Regions from separate parts of the Pelodiscus sinensis genome. Here region 1 is linked to region 2. A link is a contact called in public Hi-C data. All regions are on one chromosome and are shown on one strand. The core of a region is the stretch at or near the end of the contact, and the rest is flanking DNA. Distances in the headings are between cores, read along the strand shown.

Region 1 (7,291 bases), core at 2,724-5,223, 250 kb after region 2:
AGGCTGCATACAGAGCCATCTAGCCACAGCTCTGCCAGGAGCAGCAGGAAAAGGTTGCTGCTAATGGGGAGTTGCTCAAGGTGAGTGCCCCCCATATCCAGCACCCCAAAACTGCTCCTGCATCCCAACGCCTAGCCTTGTATGTCTCTCACCCAAACTCCCTCCCAGAGCCTGCATCCTCTCTGCCAATCACTCCTGCTGCAAACTTCCTTCCTCTTATTTAACTGGAATTTTTCACTCATCATCAACCCCCATATCCCCAACATACCAGATTAAAAAAAGCTTTTACTGTATAACGTTCTAGTGCAAACTATATTGCCTTTAGACTGTATTAAACTGCAATACAGTTACTAATACTGATTAGTACTAAGCTGGTCATGTTAAAATCTGTGGGAGCAGATGCAGTAAGATTTTTACCTGACCAGTTTAACACACGTTAAAGGCAGCTTGTGCCTTGTCTACACTAGAATTTTTAGTCACATTTGTTAGCACATAAGTCAACACATGCTACCACAATACTCTAAATCATAGTCTAAATAAAGAGAGGATGAATTTTCCACAGTTTAAAAAAATCATTTCTGGTCTTACCTGTTTAATTCAAAACCTAAGGAACACTAAGTTAAAAGGATGTCTGCTAAAAATTCAGCATTCCACTCATTTTTTTCCAGATGTGATAACTCACGATAAACTAATTAGGCAAGAACAAAAAATAGGTTTTTAAAAAGCATTTCAACTACTCATATAAGACAAGCAATAGAACACAAAATAAATTTAAAAAAATTCCTTGGCCCATAAACTTGAAGCCAAGCCTGGAAAAATAGTTATTAAAAGATACACCCAAAGTGGCATTTCTAGACAAAAACACAGAGCATTAGATATGAAAACTATGGCTAGGAAATACACATTTTAAAAATCTTTCATTCACCTAAGTTTCAAAAGTTTGAATATTGGCCTGCATCTGTAAAAATCTCTGAATTGCAGAAGTTGTTGATCTGCCCCTCTTCCATCCTCTTCTAAAACTGCATTTGGCTGGTTCCCACTTAGCTAAGTCCAGAATGCACTTTTGGAAGAATGTAAATGGCAAACTCTGTACGTTCTCTCTCCAAAATGCAATATGGTAGCAAATGCCATTTGGTGGCATTTGCAGGGAAACAGATTGCCAGCTTTTATGTTCAGCTATGGCTTGAGACATCACTCCAAGAATGTTTAAGAGTAGATAAGATCAGCAACTTTTCCTTGATGCAAGACAAATTTTAAATTAAAACACATTTTAGCTATATAATTTGTGACAATCAATTTTTCTTGATAAAGTTGTGAATTCAGATTGCCAAAGTACAAAAATATCTAGTCATACCTCTGTACATCTCATACTGAATGTTTTCACACTACCGCTGGAAAAAAGTTTAATCGGACTTTGAAAAAAATCAAGTCAAGGTATTCCCAATACATGTATCTAGAATCAGTGTGTCATTGTAATAAACATCCACAATTACATCAAAGAAGTATGTATTCCGAATACCCATGAAAGCCTGTAATATAAACAGTAATTATATATGTACTGATAGAAATAGCTGAATCCTGGGAGGGGATGGGGGGATAATGCTCTTTAATATTTAATTTACAAGATGCAGGAATCCTGCCAAGAGTAAGGGTTGTCTCAAAATTCACAAATTCAGTTCACCCAAACAAAGTAATTTCTTTTTTATCTTCAATGTAATCAAAATCTCCGGCACATATATTAAACAGGAATTTAAAACAAAATTGCTCCCTGAGTCCCAAACTTGTCTTAAGAAAATTAAAAGATCTAACCATGTTTATATCACTGATGCATATGGCAAGGTTTCTCTTTCTAAATAACACAAGGGGGAAATTTGGAGTGCTCTCTTATATAAAGGTCTAAGCAGTCAACTTTAAGATGTATTGTTCAGAGAAAGTAAACACTTTGGGATATTCTAATTTTAGCATATAAATACACAGCTGACCATTCAGGATCTGTTCTAATTTAGTATTTGGGTTCTGTAATCATTACACACTGGAACTCACATTGAAATCAACTTGAGCATCACATGCATAATAGCTGTAGAAATTAAGCTCTAAGATTTTGTGGAGAATAGTTTATTTTGAGCTGTGTAACAATAATGCCGTTAGCACATTATATTCAGAAGGACATCAACTAGACCAATTCTAAACATGTTTTCTGTAAGCAACACAAATCCTCAGGAAGTTAGTAGCATCTTGGTTTTCTGACTATGAATCTAGCTGACTGGTACAGTGTCTAAAATCATCGGTTTTCAGAGTCAAACTGCACATTAATATTTCACAAGCATACAACATGCCTCATCATCCTCATGAGTATGATGGTGATGACACAAACATCAAAACCTATCTCGCTGACATTTACCAACACAGATTTACAGACAGCGAAAATAACTCTGACACAATCACTGTAAATGCTATTCTATAGTCCCTGGAAATACACTTAAAGTTCTTTATCACTTCCTCCTTTCCTTAATTACTGTACATCCCTTACAGGGAATGTATCAAGAATGATTAATAGGGCACCGGGATGTCAGGTGGAGAGAGGGTTAAAGATATGCACACCAAGGTGACATAACCTATGTTGGGGGTAAAAGGAAGCCTTGGATTAAGGAAATCTAGTTAAATGGGCTTTTATTTAAAAAAAAACCACACACACAATGTATCACTCTGCAGTATAAGCCACAGGCTAACGAGGGAGCTGGATGAAATGGGACGTGTGTTCTTACCCATCCTGTCTTTGCCCCATCTCCATTTAGGTCGCATGGGAAAGCCTCTCCCCAGTGCCCCAGCCGTAAAATAGAGGAATCTCCCGCTGTATCCGTGGGCAGGGGACCCCGGAGACGACACCTCCCCACACACGCGCGCGGCCCGCCCCGTTATTAGGCTCCCCTGAGCCTTCTTTTTGGGCCGACCAAACCAGACTGGGTGGTGGAGGCGGCGCTTTTCCCGGGGGTTTCCCGGCCTTGTCCAGGCATCTCGCTCGCTGCCCGGCCACACTTCCTACCCCTTGCAGGCCTGCCCCCGCGCCGAGAATCATCCGCTGCCGGAGCGGGCCCAGGCTCCCCGTCCCCGCTGCTGGGTCCCTCATCCTCAGGAGCCGCCGTTACCCTCCCCCTCAGCCGAGAGGCTGGGACAGACCCTCCCCCAGCCGCGGGAGGAGAAGGAGGGACTGTCGGGCGCCCCGCACACCGCCAGGGCCGGGGGGAGTCTCTGACCTCCTCGCTCTTCAGCACCTCCTTGAACTCCCGCTTGATCCTCTGCACCGCGATGTTGGCCATCTCTGCAGCCGGCAGCCACACGCCGCTGCCTCCGAGCCGGGCCCAGCGAGCTCCGCCGCTCCCGCTGGATAATTCCCGGCCCCACCAAAATGGCGCCCGCGTCGAGCATGCGCGGTGCGGCCCCCGGCGCCTCTCAGGCGGGGCCAGCACGGTGTGTGTGTGGGCAGCCGATGCAGGGAGCAGAGCGGCCCCTGAGCTGGCGGGTCCGCGCTGGGGGGAAGGGGCTGCGCGGGACTGTCCCACTGGCTCGGCGGGACGGGTAACGCCCTGCTGCGCCGCCGCTCCGTAAGCGACACCCGCCACCCGGCCTGTCACGGGAGGAGCCGCTTTCCTGCACACGCACAGCGCGAGGTCCCTGCGGTGACACCCCTCACCCGCCAGCCGGGCAGAGCTAGGGCCGCTGGGTTGTGATGAAGCAGCTGTGTCATCCGCACGGTCGGCGTGTTGTTACACGCACGTGTCGCTCAGCGCTCGCCTCAGCAAGCGACGGGTTAACAAGCGCCGGGTGAAACGCGCCTCCCTCAGAGCCCGGCGGAGCGGGGCCGGGCGGGCTCTGGGCTCTCCCCTGGCGGCTGGAGTTGGGGCGGCAGAACTCGAGAGGCTGCAGCAGCGAGGAAAGCGGAAGGGCCATTCAGCGCCTCAGCCTCCGAACAGCGCGCGCGAGCGCCAGGGAGCCGGGCTGCTAACGGGCTCCTTCCAACCAGAGCTCGCGGACATGCCTGACCCCTGGTGGCCGCTCGCTGGAAGGAGTAGGACTGATGTGTGGGCCTTTCCAGGGAGCGGGGGAAGCCTGTAGTTCAGTAGTCTCCAGCCTTTTTACACACCAAGCCAAGAGCTACCGCCCCGCCCCTTCCTTAAAGCCCCGCCCTCTCTATTCTCCTCCTCTCCATCCCTTGCTATCCCCAATCTTTATACTGCTAGTTTGTTTGTTTTGTTTTAATTCTTCTGTAGGAAGAGGGTTTTCCAACATTTGCCCTGTCTAGACTGGACCAAATGTCAGAAAAACCCTTTCTTTTGAAAGGCCCTTTATTCCTCATGGAAAGAGGAATATAGGGGTGACCAAAAGATCATGTGTGCTCTTCCACTAAAAAAGCAGAAGAAATTAGTCGAAACAATAGTAAAGAATAAATTTGTGAAGCATGTAGAAGAACATAATTTGTTGGACAAAAGTCAACATATTTTCTGTAAAGGGAAATCCTGTTTTACTAATCTATTAGAGTTCTTTGAAGGGGTTAACAAACATGCGGACAAGGGGGATCCAGTAGATATATACTTAGATTTTCAGAAAGCCTTTGACAAGGTCCCTCACCAAAGGCTCTTGTGTAAATTACATGGCCATGGGATAAGAGGGAAGGTCCTTTCTTGGATTGAGAACTGGTTAAAAGACAGGAAACAAAGGGTAGGAATAAATGATAAATTTTCAGGATGGAGAGGGGTAACTAGTGGTGTCCCCAACGATCAGTCCTGGGACCAATCCTTTTCAACTAATTCATAAATGATCTGGAGAAAGGGGTAAAAGCAGTGAGGTGGTAAAGTTTACAGATCATACCAAACTGTTTAGGATAGTCAAGACAGAAGCAGACTGTGAGGGACTCCAAGAAGATCTCACCAAACTGAGTGATTGGGCAACAAAACGGCAAATGAAATTTAATGTGGATAAGTGTAAAGTAATGCACATCGGGAAAAATAACCCCAACTATATGTACAGTATGATGGGGGCTAATTTGGCTACGACAAATCAGGAAAGAGATATTGGAGTTATCGTGGACAGTTCTCTGAAAATTTCTACACAGTGTGCAGCGGCAGTCAGAAAGGCAAATAGGATTCTAGGAATTATTAGGAAAGGGTTAGAAAATAAGACCCAGAATATCTTACTGCCCCTGTATAAAACTATGGTACGCCCACATCTTGAATACTGTGTACAGATGTGATCTCCTCACCTCAAAAAAGATATTTTGGCCTTGGAAAGGGTTCAGAAAAGGGCAACTAAAATGATTAGGGGTTTGGAACGGGTCCCATATGAGGAGAGGTTAAAGAGACTGGGACTTTTCAGTTTAGAAAAGAGGAGACCGAGGGGGGATATGATAGAGGTATATAAAATCATGAGTGGTGTGGAGAGGGCCGATAAAGAAAAGTTATTTATTAGTTCCCTAAATAGAAGAACTAGAGGACACCAAATGAAATTAATGGGGAGCAGGTTTAAAATAATAAAAGAAAGTTCTTCTTCACACAGTGTGTAGTCAACCTGTGGAACTCCTTGCCAGAGGAGGCTGTGAAGGCTAGGACTATAATAGAGTTTAAAGAGAAGTTAGATAATTCATGGAGGTTAGGTCCATAAAAGGCTATTAGCCAGGGGATAAAATGGTGTCCTTGGCCTCTGTTTGTAAGAGGCTGGAGAGGGATGGCAGGAGACAAATTGCTTGATTTGTCTTCGGTCCACTCTCTCTGGGACACCTGGTGCTGGCCACAGTCGGCAGATAGGATACTGGGCTAGATGGACCTTTGGTCTGACCCAGTACGGCTGTTCTTACGTTCTTAACAAACGCATCCCTGGATGCAGAAGAGTGTTTCTGGGATATCTCCAGAATCCTGAAAAACTCCTGCAGTCCAGCTGTACCCCCACCGGGTTGAGACAGGATGTATAGGCTTTGGGGTGGAAATGAGGGATTTGGGTGCGGGAAGGGGTGAGAGGTGCAAGCTCTGGGAGGAAATCTGGATGCAGGAGGAGGTGGAGAAGGGGACACTGGCTTGGGGTGGGGGGTCTAGGCTGGGCAGAGTTGGGGTACTAAGCAAGCCACTGGCTTGTGGATGTGAGGGTGCAGGAATTTGGGTTGGGGTATGTGAGGGGCTCAGGGCAGAGGGTTTCTGCAGCAGGGAGCAGAGTGCCAGCGGGGGAAGGTTTCTGCAATGGGGGACAGGTTTCTGCAGTAGGGGGCAAGGTGCCAGTGGGGACTGATTTCTGCAGGGGGGCAGGTTTCTGCAGAGGCAGGACAGGTTTCTGCAGCAGGGGGGCAGGAGGGACAGAGTTCTGTGGCTGGAGGCAGGGGAGAAGGAACGGGGGCGGTAGGGCAGGGACAAGGTTCTGTGGCAGGAGACAAGGTTCGGGGGCAGGGGAGAGGGAACTGGGTTCAGGGGCAGGGTGCCAGTGGGGACAGGGAGTCCCCTACACCAGCCTCAGAGGGAAGCCTCCGTTGCGTGCTCCCTCTAGGGCCGACACTCTCCCCCCCCCCCCCCGGCGGAGGAAGGATGCCCCATCGAGTGCCTCCGCCGGACACCCCCCCCCCCGCAGAGCAGGGAAACCCACGTATGCGACCCCTCAGGGCCGACACACACACCCCCACACACACGGAGAAGGGAAGCCTCCGTTACGCGCCTCCTCCGGGCCTGACTCCCCCTCCCGCAGAGAAGGGAAGTCCCAGCACACACCTCTGGGGACTTACCCAGTAAGTTTCTGGAGCACCAGGGAGCTGGGGCAAGGAAGCAGCTAGCGCATTTCTGGAACGCTCGGAAGTGATGCGCAGCTTTAGGACTTCTGTCCTCCCCGTGGGAAGCTGCCACTACCTCCATTGTTGCTCGAGGTAGGTAGTGGGGCTTCTTGGGGGTGGGGGAAAATGGAGGGTCCAGAACACCTTGCGATCGACTGGTCGTGATCAACTGGTTGGTGACCACAGCTGTAGTTCCCTTTGCAAAAACAACCATGTCCTGAAAACGTGCCTGTTTTGCCTAAATAACCCTAAGAAAGAGGGACTTTGGGAGCTCTTAGCCCATATTTTTGAAGGGAGCTGGTATCCCCAAAGAAACCTTTATTTTGTTTACTCGTTCTACGACAAGACTCTGGAAAGATCAAGTGAAGGCTCAACATACCTGCCCAGTGGACAATAGTACTTTGGAACTAGACCTCAGAAAAGGTGAACTATGGTGTAGCCAGATAATGTGCCAGCAAAGGGGCTGGAGCAAGAGCTGAGGCAGTGGCC
Region 2 (7,397 bases), core at 1,389-3,888:
CTAATTGGTAAGGACTTGGGCCTAATTTTTTACCCTTCTATCTCATGATCTGTCAAATCAATATTTCTTGGTTTCTTTAGATGGAGTTACTGGAAAAAGTTATAACCATAGAATGAATCTAATACCAAAAAAGTGGAGTGCAACATTGTTCTCTCACACAAATAAGATAAAGTGAAATTGTGGACAAATAGCAGTGGGTTCAGTGATAAACTGCTTCTGAAGATCAGTAAGAGACTTTTTTCTTTTAAAGAAAAACACCAAACATTAGAAACCCAAGAAATTCAGAGTTAAGGTTGCACTTCCCTACCATGACACCCAAACTATTTTACTCTGCCTCCGTAAATATGCCAGATTACTCTTTTGTATGTTGGGTATAAAAAAGTGCACCAATGAGCATTGTAACTTTCTTGTGTAAGCACATGCTGACCTACATCCTCATTTACTTACCATCCTAAATGATTCACACAGTTTTTGTACATGTACATCATATTTTGTTTTCCTATCTATAGATAGGTATTCCAGTTTGTTTTTAACTTATAATTTTGATTCAAATATATTAAAAATAATTAAATGGATAAGCACCTTATTTGTCCGTCTAATTTGGGGAGCAATGTATAAGGAGCAGGAATGGAAATTAAGAACTCTAAACATTTAAAAAAAAACCCCACAATTCATTCATGTCCATATCAATTCAAAAAAAAATAATTGTGACCATATTTTTGTATCCTGTTATTGTTAGTGAAATGTGACTGCTAGTACTGAAATGTTCCAATAGTATGTCCAGCAGTATTAGCTGTAGTATATTTCTAATGGTGCCTCTTAAGTTTGCTTTGGGTAAAAACAATTGAAGTACATTCTACTGGTTTCTTTGGGATGACGTTTTTATAACCTGGTCTTGTAGCTCACTGTGTAGTTACCAATATGTTACAACTAGACCCAGTAGTGGCAGTCTGGGTGCTTCTGATCCAAATGGGTCTGGGTGGAGTCTAGTTACTGTTTCTAGCTTTGGGAATATCTGTTCAGACCTCTTGTTGGACACCTTGAGTAGAGATTTTAAAATGTGCTTAATTAATTCACTGCATAACATGAAAAGGTCAGTGGTTACATGCACCTGCCACCTCTGGTGCAGAAGAGGTAGGGGAACAGTTCCCTTCTCACAGGTACCAGGCTTTTAAGTTGGCTCCCCACAGTACACGGTTACTTTTTCACATCTTTAGCACAGAGCAGTCCATTCTTGCATAGACCTGCTTCTCTGCTGTGTACTAAACAGAGAATCTCCAGCCTCCATTTGGTTGTGCTTGTCTCATCCCCTCATGTAAGGACACTGAATTAAAAAAAAACCTTCATTCCATGGGCATGGCCCTAGATTGCAGGGTTGACTGCTTCTCAATAATAAGTTTTCAACAGTGTCAAGAACTTTTGCATGAAAGGGGAACAGTCCGAGAAGTGGAATAGTTTAGACGTGTTCAGCACATTAGCAGTTTTTAATTTGACAAAGACATATCCTATTGTTACAGACCTAACCAAAATGTGTTCAATTTCTAGGAAACAATAGATGAAAGACTATTAAACAGCTATAACTTTTCTTGAGCTCATTCACAAGCCCTCATTCTCTCTGTATTGCTCCTGAAGCCCTGTATCTGTGATGAGAGCTAAGACTTTCTAGCTGACAATGTCATGTTTGACAAATAAGTTGACTACAACTTATATGCTATATTTTAAAACTGTAGATATTGCTTCCCTTCTCCTACCCAATCTCTGTTACTTTGCCTGTCTAAAGCTTGGAAGTTAGTTGGACAAGGTTCTGGCTACTTATCTGATTAGCCATGGGTGCTACTGGAAATAGATCAAATATGGGAAAACTCCTTGCACCAATCAGAACTTAACAGCTGCAAGTAAAGTCAAGTAGAAGGCAAACATGAGTGTTCAAAAGTTAGTTGAGACCAAAAGGAAAATGCTGTTCAGCAAAATCATTTGGAGTCTTTCGCTGAGGTGCTTTCACTAGGGTGCACTTCTTTCTGGGCCAGCTTGTATGGAGAACAAACGTGTGACACGCAAGGGATTAACTCATACTGGGGAAGTTACTAACTAGCACAGTAACTAGAAGCTTGGGAGCGAGAGAGCTGGAATCGCGGGAAGGCGCTGGGCCCAGGCCAGCAAGTGAGGTAGCACCTGCGCACAGGCCAAGCTGACAGTGAGCGTCCTGCCCCAGAGCTCACAACCGAGCTAAAAGGCAAAGGGTTCGGGGTCCGCTCCGCCCCGGCAGGATTCCCGCGGATTTCCTCTTGCTCCTAGCTCGCCCTGCAGTGACCCGCCGCCCTGTTACTTTGAAACTGGCCCCGGAGGCAGCATAGCCTTGCTGGAGAGGGCAGTGGCCGAGCAGGGATTCTCGCCCGCCTATCAGAGTCGTTTAAGCGCAGCCCGGCCAGCTGGCGAGGCGGGAGGCACAGGCAGGATCCCATGCCACATCTCGTCGCTACCCTCGAGAGTTGGGGGGCGGCTGTGCCTGTGGCCCTGACAGGCCGACCCTGCTCAAGCTGCCAGTCCCAGCTTGCCCACTCGCCTCCCCCCTTCCCTGCCCGGCGGGATCAGCCGGCTCGGAGCTGCTGCTGATTTTGGCGCCAAGCGAGAGGCGGCGCTGCCGCGGCCGTGCCCGGTACCGCCTACCCCGCTGCCGCCCTGCCTGAGCAGGGCACAAGGCGCGAGGGAGACGAGCTGGGAGCGGGTTCTGCTGCTAGGGTGGGGCAGGGGGATCCCGGCTGGGCGGCGCTGGGCCAAGCCCCGGGGTGGGGAGGGGGGGAAGAGTAGTGTGGAGCCTCCTCCTGGGCTGTTCTTCCCCGGCCGGACGGAGAGCGGCACTGTGTCCCCGCGGCGCGGCGCACGCTCCGCCTGAGCCGCCCCCTCTCACCCCCGCTCCTGCCGCCGCCGAGCAGCCTCCCCCCCACCTCTCCTGGGCAGCTGCCGCCGCACCGCGGAGCAAGGAGGCAGCAGGAGCAGCTAGGGCGCCGGCCGGCCGGCAGTGGCGGAGTAGCAGCAACAACACCCACCCGGCACGGAGGCTACTCAATGCTGCACCTTCCGGAGCTGCATGAGGTAAAGGCGGCTCCGGGTCCCGCTTTCCTCCTCCTCCCCTCCCCGCGGCAGTGCTGGGGGGGCTCTTTGTAGGCTTCGCAGAGCTAGTTGGGTGAGGGGCTCCGGGGCGAGATGAGGGGCTGGCGCCGAGGGTACCTGAAGTTGAAAGAACAAATGTAAAGTGGAGACTGGCCTGGTCCCCTCTCGAGGGGGGCTGCTTTCCTCTCGGGGGGGGCAAGGGTCAGGTAGGGGGCTCAGTGCATGGCTGCGCGGGGCCGGCCGGCGGCAGCGAGGTTTTGTTTGGGATCCTAGCCACCTCCTCTCCTCCGGCTGGTCTCTGCCTCCTGATAGTTTTGAGGCCTAACTGCTTAGGCCTCGTCTCCCAGCTCTGAGGCTTCTGTGACGGCCTCAAAGACCCGCTGGGACCAGGATTTTGTCCTCACCGACCCCGCTCAGGCTATAATGGGCTTTAAACTCGAGGCATCCTTTGGTTTGGGTTAAAATTTCATTGTAAAATCTGAGACTGCAAACTAATAATGTTGGGCTGGAGGAACCTCACACTGAAAGGAGACACCAGAGGAGGGTGGAGAGGTAGAAGTTTTGGGATGAGAGGTGGCTTAGTGAGGGGCTTCCGAAGCCCTGCTCAAGGGGTGGGGGTGCAGGATGTTTGCCCTCTTGATATTAAGTGGGGCCTTCTGTGAATTGAGGTTTAGAAATGGAAAAAGAGGGCTGAAAGTAGTCTCTGTTCCGCTGAACTTTTGTTTTCTGACCGATAGAGGCCGGTAGAGGACTGTGGAGAAGGAAAGTTTATAACTGGCGGCATAAGGATGGACTTTCCTACTACCCAGCCAAAACCTTCTGCCGATGGTAAGATCATCTACTATCCTCCCGGAGTAAAGGAGATCACAGACAAAATTACCAACGATGAGGTGGTCAAACGGTTGAAGGTAAGTGCCTCTTCCCCTCACCTCTTATTAATCTAAAATGAACTGTTGAATAATCAATGTTCTAATTTGTGTGTTCTAGAATATTTTAATTTGACATGAAATAAACTACCCATAAGGGGTGAGTGGTGGAAATGGGTATATGGATTACAGGAAGCAAAAATTTGTTTTTAAATGTAACAGTTATTGAAAGTTCCAGGGTTTTGAAAAAGATGCCATAGTCCATGGCACTGCCATTGTGGGAGTTGATTATAGAAAACTGGCCATTATTGATTATGAAGTTATTTCTCATTAATTTAAAGCACATGTTATAAACATAGAACTGCATTTCCAGAGTTGCACAACTAAACTTTGGAATATTTTTGTGCAGCCTGCTGCTTAAATTGCGTAAAAATTGCAGCATTTTGTGTTCAAGCTATTTAGGGCTTATTTACTCTTAGAGCTAATTCAGATTAAGGTAGCATGTGGATTTAGAATGAAATAGCTGTTCTGGAATAATTCCATGCATAGATAAGACCATAGTGTAGATAAAGTCACAAAGTTGTTACTTTTTCATAAGGAAGAGGGATTGTCACAAACATGTTTTTTTTTTTTCTTCCTTTTTTTGTTTTTGTTTTTGTGGACTCAGGGGTTTACAGATGGCTTTAAACCATTTTTTTCAGTGCAGAACGTACAGATTTACCTTGTTAACTTTTATGCCATGGTATATTGAATGTATGCTGAAAATAGAGAATAAAATCAGGTATTAATGAAATATCAGTGTTACTCTATTGATAGCATTGTGGTCTTTGTATTCAAGTCTTAAGCTAGGATTTGGGTCCATGTTTAGGATATATTGTATACTGTGTAGTACTAGGAGGGTTTTGTCTAATCTGATTTTTATGGCTCCCATCACTGTAGTAACTGTGTCTGACAGTATTGAAAAATAGAACTAATAAATTATTCTTTAATTCTGTAGAAGTAGTAACTTGATTAGTTTTATAGTTGATATGAAAAAATGTTTTTTGTATATATTAAAAATGTATTTAAGAAATAAGTTTTGTATTTTAATTCTGGAAGTGGCAAGCCTGCAGTTCTCTTGCATACGTGAGTTCCATAATTTAGTTCCAGTCTTGTGAAAGCTCTGTTGCTTGCATTCATGAGGCTCATAAAAAGTTTTTTTTTCTATTGTTCCAGTGGAACATAATTGTGGAGGGTCATGATTATAGAGGAAATGTCTCAAGGTTGAGTTTGGCTAACATCTCCAAAGGACTTTGAATGTTAGGACAGAGATCATGAACTGGAATTTGTAGAGAATGGGTGAGCTAGCATAGTGTGTGGAAAACATGAGTAAAGTGTTTATGTTCGACTATATTTTTCAAGGGTGTGCATTCCTAGATAATTTGTAGGATCAAGCTTTGAAGTCATGAATGCATAGATCACTGTGGCCACATCTGTGTCTGATGAGATATGGCATATTTTTCTGGACAGTAGTAGATGGAAGATGTCTTTCTCCTCCCTTTCCCTCTCCTGTAAGAAAGCATGATATTTTAAAAACAAACATAAATCTGCTTCCAGTGGAGTTCTTAAAAAAAACACATCATTACAATTTAGGCATAAATTAACCAGACTGTGTCCCTTGAAGCTGAGGGCTCTGTCAGTCTCTGGTGGCTATCCATGTGTAAATTAAAGATGCCATGATTCTCTTTGGAAAGATTAGAGTATGACTTTGTGTTTGGGCCTGTCCACATAGTTTTTGACTCTCTGACTAGTGAAAGGCATGATCAACTCAACTGGTTACAAGTATCATTATTTGTTTTGTGTTGACAGCTTTCTGACACACAAATATTTGTCATCCAGACCTACCACTTGTTGTAATGTGGTGGTCTGGATGCTGGTTGTTGTTTCAGCTTGGGTCATTTTGGGAACCTTTCCCATTGTGCCTCATCATTACCATCAGTGTGAGCCAGGACTTGTTTATTTGTTTTAAGTTTTCTTTCCCAATTTCCTCTTTTTGCCTACAACTGGAAGTGGTGAATCTACTTCATACAGTGTTCAGAATCTGGACAATGTTGTGAACACTATATCTTGTAAAAAGAAAGTGATGAGAATTCTAAAATGATTTGCATCTTCTGATGATGTAGCAAGGAAGGCCCTCAGGGATAACATAGGTATATAGAGTAGAATCAGTGCTCTTACTAGCTCTTAATGAATTCCATTGACTTCCATGTATGTTGGTTTAGACCCATAAATTGGTACCCTTTTGACATAGGAAAAGTGCATTTTGGGATGTCTTAACTTCACGGTTTTTGAAAAATGAGTTAATTACTAGTGCCATGGTTGGAAGTGTGTTCATACTGCAGAACTTTGTGCATAACTGATAAAACTAAACAGTGCTCCAGATTAAACAGCTAACAGGTGGTAGATAGTTACAATTTATATGCTATTAACCATTTACTATATGGATACAACCTGTGTTTTAAGCAAGATGTGCCTCTAACTGGTTAGAGATAAAGATTTAACTTCTCTAGTCCGGTTCTTTCTGGCAACATCTGTGTTCCAGCATGATTTTACTTAGTCACATGTCCACTTATCATGGATGTGGTCAAGTTTCCCGCAGTTCCATAAAGTTTATTTACAGCCACTAGTCCTGGTTCTATGTTCTGTGCTGTTATTTAGTTCTAATTTACCTCTAAATGTCTTGTAAGAGCCCAGCAAGCAGTGAAAGTGTTGATGATGCTGCTAGACAATATTGAGCTCCCATGGTTCAGCAAATTCTCTGGTTCAGCAATGGTCAGGCCCTGAGAGTGCTGGACTAGAGAGGTTCAACCTATATTGTAAAATATTGCTATATTGTTGTGGTCCTCATTCCTTTCTGTTCTAAGAGCAGGTTTAAAGTTAATTGAATTAACCTGGATAAAATATCAATTTATTTACCAAGGATGTAAAATCCTGTTTTAACCAGTTAATATTTTAACTACATGTTTATCCAGCCCACCATGCCACGCTACCACCAAGGGGCCACTGGAGCAACACCTCACCTGCACTGTGGGCTGCTGCAGCCAGGCCAAGTCTGCTGTACCATGGGCAGGGGGCTTCTCTGGTTGAGTCAGGCAGGGCCCACCTCACTGTACCATGGGCTGCTCCAGCCTGGCTGTGTCTGCTGTGCCACAGGCTGCTCCCACCTGGCTGGGCCTACAATGCTGCAGGCAGGAGTTGCTCTGGCCCGGCTGTGTGCCAATTAAATGGTTACTCTAGTACACGTGCCACTAAAGTGAATGCTTACTGGGTGACCAATTAACCCTTACATTCCTATTATCTACTTTGTCACCACATACTCTTTTTACTTTAAATGCTTTGGGATAACTTAAGCATGGAAGTTGTTTTATAAAATCACATTTG

The links. Hi-C and Micro-C count contacts between places; a contact is called where the count stands out from the background.
Region 1: a contact with region 2 is called in a Hi-C map of blood, with 5 times the contacts expected there. The contact joins the promoter of UBE2K here to the promoter of PDS5A in region 2. A contact is called at or near these places in 3 of 5 Hi-C or Micro-C datasets (blood, liver and an unstated tissue).

What each region holds. Positions count from the first base shown.
Region 1 is chr5:92,843,545-92,850,835 of ASM4963464v1, forward strand. UBE2K (ubiquitin conjugating enzyme E2 K) reads right to left here and starts at 3,974. Exons shown (of 6, transcript XM_075930554.1): 1 at 3,255-3,974. The coding sequence starts at 3,426.
Region 2 is chr5:92,599,681-92,607,077 of ASM4963464v1, forward strand. PDS5A (PDS5 cohesin associated factor A) reads left to right here and starts at 2,639. Exons shown (of 34, transcript XM_025187940.2): 1 at 2,639-3,093; 2 at 3,849-4,019. The coding sequence starts at 3,067.